Regions from separate parts of the Lactuca sativa genome. Here region 2 is linked to region 1. A link is a contact called in public Hi-C data. All regions are on one chromosome and are shown on one strand. Each heading gives the region's core, a stretch centred on a gene start, on an enhancer-like site or on the middle of the called end of the contact. The rest is flanking DNA. Distances are from core to core; before and after follow the strand shown. Region 1 holds the start of LOC111919089 (protein RRP6-like 3). Region 2 holds the start of LOC111919091 (probable beta-1,3-galactosyltransferase 2).

What was found. A called contact is a pair of places that touch in the nucleus more often than the background predicts.
Region 2: a Hi-C map of leaf shows a contact between it and region 1, with 8 times the contacts expected there. The contact joins the promoter of LOC111919091 here to the promoter of LOC111919089 in region 1. A contact is called at or near these places in 4 of 4 Hi-C or Micro-C datasets (bud, leaf and seed).

What each region holds. Positions count from the first base shown.
Region 1 is chr7:167,070,937-167,073,636 of Lsat_Salinas_v11, reverse strand. LOC111919089 (protein RRP6-like 3) reads left to right here and starts at 1,292. Exons shown (of 11, transcript XM_023914703.3): 1 at 1,292-1,829; 2 at 2,101-2,345; 3 at 2,429-2,527; 4 at 2,608-2,691. The coding sequence starts at 1,619.
Region 2 is chr7:167,214,562-167,217,261 of Lsat_Salinas_v11, reverse strand. It overlaps LOC111919091 (probable beta-1,3-galactosyltransferase 2), which reads right to left and starts at 1,361. Exons shown (of 11, transcript XM_023914705.3): 1 at 899-1,361; 2 at 336-396; 3 at 167-240; 4 at 1-60. The coding sequence starts at 1,023.

The sequences.
Region 1 (2,700 bases), core at 43-2,542:
TCCTAATTGTTTTTAATATTTTTATAAATATTTAGTTTTAAATACAAATACAAAACATATATTTTATATTGTGCCGAACTTGATCTGCGCATAAAGCGAGGAAATTCCAGCAATTTAGGACAAGTCCAACATATGAAAAATTACGAATTTCTTAATAAAATTTCTTCTTTTTTGGACGAAAATAATCACGTTTTGAAGATTAGACAAAAAAAAAAAAAAACTGTTGCAATTAATATTGATTATAAAGGGTAAACATAAATCATATTGGTGTTTTTGGCAATGAGCATTTGAAAGCTTCTAATTTTTAGATCTAAAAGAAAAAAGAAAAAAAAAAAGAAAAACAAAACTCGATTAAAAAAAAAGTTTCGTTTGAAAGTACGAGTGTTAAACTTTTAATTTAAACAAAAATTTAAAATATAAAAGTTACTTCATCTATTCTTTAAGAAAATATTATTAAGCTTTTTAGTCGATTTCCAAAATTGTTCTTAAAATATATTGATATATTTTTTTTTATACAATTGGTTTTTATGTAATTTAACATATTTTAAAAGTTTCAAACTATTTTTATCAAACAATTAAAAGTTACACTTTCAACTAAAAGTTATTCACTACCAACTACTAATTTCCAATACCGATTAGTTTTGACCAAAAATATCTCTTTCTTTGAACTAACTATTTATTTTTGTATTCTTTAATTCTCAATATAATCAATTCCAAAAGTGATCGTCCAAAAAAATATCAGAAAAATGGGTAATCATAGACGGAAAATTACTTAATATTGATCAATGAATAAATTAGTTGATTTGACCGATTTGTAATTATGTTTTTGTTAAGCTTATACTCTTGAGATTATGCACTAAGATGAAAAAGGTAAAAATGAAATATTATTCTAATATAACGTCATGACCACAACTGATAATGCCAAAGTTATGGGCCAACTTTTGTTACCATTATCGGCCTTCTAGTATTTCGGTTGTATACGTTTAGTGACATATGGAAGGACAATTAATTGATTTAACGTTTACCAACTAACGTGCCATACCCGACCATATGTTTTGTACGACGTCGTTGTATCGTTGTCAATTTATCATATGCACCCCCATATTATACCATTAATATAGTCTCCTATATAGTAAAGACCCAAATCTTTATTAGCGTATCATTTGCCTCTATATTATACCATCTATGTTTTCATATGCCACATACAATTGTCGAATGTCATTGAACGTAGGCTTACACAAATATTATGTATCGTAAAGTTTAATGACATCTTTACAAAACATATAACACTTTCATGTGTGATTATTGCAAAAATATTCTTATCTAATAGCCATAGTACATAGTTGAAAATTCATTATTTTGCTCGTATAGCCCGGATTTTAGGTTTGATATGGGCCATGATTGTAGCCCAATGTTTTTATGTGGGCCGGACCGGTTTTCAACTGGGTCGGAAATAATTTGATAGATCCAAAATGTTAGCCCGTTAACCCGTTCGGTGGAGCCGATATTGAAGTATTGAACCACCGTTAAACCTCTGAATGTTCTTCCATTTTTTCTTACCAACAGGCCGCCATTATCGTCAACCTTTGAAGCTCTTCGTAACTAGCAGGGATTAAAAATGGAGAACAAGGATAAGATCAAAATTGCAGTTACGATATCATGTCTTGCCGTGGTTTCAATCCTACTGGCGAACAAATTTCGGAAACAGCGAAAACGAAAACAGAACATAGGCTCTTGTTACTTGAAATCAGAAGCAAAACCTCAACACAATTTTAAGCGTGTTTTGGCCAATAATTCGTACTCTCCTTTCAAGCACCTGAAGCTCGACGGTAATGTATTGTTAAATTAATTTTGTTTTTGGAATTGGAGTATTGATATAAGCTATAAACCCTAGCTGGAGTTTCTAGGTGTTTTATAAAAATCTAATTTTGATTGTATCTCTTGATACATTGAGATTTTCCTCTTGTAAGTGTTGCAACGATCTACCTCAGTTCGTTATTTGTAACGACTGGTTTTAATGGTTACTCGTTTTGGCATGTGTAATTTGTTATGGCAATGTATTGATGATGTGTCTATTGAATGTCGACTTTTGATAAACAGATGACAGCTCTCCGGATTTGCATCCGTATGAGTCAGAGATCAAGGCTCTGTTGGAGAAACCTGAGCTAGAATTTGAATTTTGCAATGGAACTATGGATATGGACATGAGTGATACATATGTTTGGATTGATAATGAATCAAAGTTGAAAGAGCTTGCACAGGTTTTAAGTAAAGAAAAAGTGTTTGCTGTGGATACTGAACAACACAGCTTAAGGTCGTTCTTAGGGTTTACAGCCCTTATTCAGGTGGGACATATAATTCTTCTTCAAGAAGTAATAGTATTCAACATTCATGTTCTAATGCTTTGTGTTTATGTTCTCAATTATAGATTTCTACAAGAGAGGAAGATTATTTGGTGGACACCATTGCTGTTCATGATTCTATGGGAATTCTTTGCCCTGTATTTGCCAATCCCAATATATGCAAGGTACTTCTTTGGCATGTGCTTCATTTTTATCTGATGTTATCTCTCTTCATGTTATAATGCCTTGTGGTTTGCTTGTCTAGGTATTCCATGGTGCTGATAATGATGTTATATGGCTACAAAGGGATTTCCATATCTACGTAGTAAACTTATTTGACACTGCAAAGGTAAGGTTT
Region 2 (2,700 bases), core at 112-2,611, 140 kb before region 1:
TGAATGGACCTTGCTGCAGCTAATTCCATCTCTAAGCTCGATATTGTTTTATCTAATGTCCTACATTAAATAAAAAAAGAAACCGACATTAAAAAAAATCACACTTATTTCATATCCATAAAAAAATAATAAAAGTTGTGACAATATCAATTATCAATCAACTTACTGTATGGCTTGATGCGTCTTTGATACCTCCCCAAATATCTGTTTGGAATCGCGCTTTACGTTCTTCATTTGTAACTAAACAAACCCAAAACAATTAATTTGGAAAAAATAAATATATATTAATTAATTTCAAGATTTCTTGAATTTAGTCAAATAGTCAAAATACATACCTTTCGTAGATCACAACCTTCTTGAACCAATTTGAGGCCTTCGGATTCTAAAGCAGTTGGTCTTGTAATAAGTTTAGAGTCAGACACTGTCCACATTCTGTAACCAATTTCTTGATAATTTATAAATCCAACATCATTGTAAAATACAACGAATTTATTTCTATATTTCCAAAAAAGGGATTGTTTAATTTTTGCCTTGGTCCACTGGGATTTAATTTGTTTGAGAATTGAGAACATGATCGAGTTGAAGAAATCAATGAAGTAGAACGAAATTGAAGAATAAAGATAGAGTACAAGACACCATAAATTAGATCTGTAAGGTGAAGAATATTGAGAAAATAACTAAAAACGGAAAGACACCATGTAACACCAGTACTATGGTGAACAGTTTCGTTGTATTTGTTCTAAGAGGAAAAAAATCAAACAGTTGGTGTGCATCTTTAAACATAAAGAAAATTTTCAAAATCAAAGCTTGTTGTCGTATCAAGAACAGCGTAAATTCTACACCCAACAAAGAGAGAATCAAAAGTTTTTTTAATAGATAACCAGGATCATGTATGTACCTATTGGTGAAGAGTAATCCAACACAGAAACTGCCGATACATAATAAAAATGTCCATTTTGGGGATACAAGGCTTCTTGAAGCTTGCTGATCTCCTCTGCTTTTCATAATAAATTTTTCTTTCATTGTAGAACTAACCTCTCCCCCAATGAACACGGCTTATTCAACGAAAACCATTTCTGAAGCACCCAGAAGAAGCAGACAAATTCCCAGTTCAAATTCCAATGAGAATAACACAAACAATTTGAAATTTTTAGCTCTGAAGAACAGAGGGAAAGATAGAGAGATGCTTTCAGAATATATAAAGAGGTAGGCTGTACTTATTCTAGTTGGGACCTTTCTTTATCCCGCTTGTTTTTTGCGCTCTCTCTCTCTCTCTCTCTCTCTCCCCTTCCATATATACCATACTCTCTCGCCTCTTTCTCCCTCTCTCTTCTCTTTGCAGGGAAGGGACGTCCAACAGAAGTGAGAGAAAGACCCACGAACTACTCAACCCTGTACTATTCTAAAATTACTAAATGGTCCTTTATTTATAGAAAGGTCGGTTTCAACCTATTTATATGTAAATTTCAGTTTTCATCCATTAGATTTAAACTTGGTTGATAACACGTCCAATCGATATGAAACTAGGGATTGTAACTAAAAAAGTGAGTAAACTATTTATACTTCAAAGTACAATTTCCGACATGTTTATAAAAAACATAATGATTTGGGTCATAAGTTATTAATAACTAGTAGAGAAGTAAAATCGTAAACCTCAGTTATAACAAACAAACAAATATATATATATATATATATATATATATATATATATATATATATATATATATATATATATATATATATATATATATATATATATATATATATATATATATATATATATATATAGAGAGAGAGAGAGAGAGAGAGAGAGAGGGGGAGATGTGAGATTCGATAAGAACTCATAGTTTTCTGAGAACCTGAAAACTAAGGATGAAACATTAAATCAAAATTAACTCATTAAAGCCTTGTTCGTTATCTTAGCAATCTCATTTAATGTTTAATTTTTTGTATTATTGAAAATATTAATAAAAATGTGTAAAAATATAACATAATAAATCAAATTTTTGGAACTTCTTTTTAAATAATAATTTTTGATTTTTTTTAAAAAAATGCATAGGTTTTAAAAATTTTAAAAAACATGAGTTTTTTTAAAAATGGTATTTTTTTAAAAAACAAAGAAAATTTTTTAAGAAAACTATAATATATAAAAAAAAACTATAATTTAAAAAAATCAATATTTCAAGTGCATATATGCATATTTCTTATACTATAATATCCGTAAGTAAATCATTAGAAAAAATTATTTACTAATCTATAAAAACAAATAGTACAAGTATTTTATTTGATACAAAATAAAATATAAAAAATAAAAAACACTATTTGATTTCATTGTTTTCATTTCTTCGTATCAAGATTGCATATTTCTTCAAATTATCATTTTTCAACTCTTCAATATTTTCCACAAATTCTTTCAAATCTATAAGAAAATTCAAAAAATAATTAATGCAAGAATACTCATAAAAATGCATATGTATATATCATTTAAGATTCACATATGATTATATAATATGATATTTCACATGTAGTTGTATCTTTTAATATTCAAGTGTGAAATTCACAAGAAAATTTAAAGAGAAAATAATTAACGAAGTACACTCACACAAAAATGCATTTGTGTATATGGACATAATCCATATGTGATTCACATGTAAATCACAAGTGAATCACATATGAATTGCATGTAAATCACATATAAAT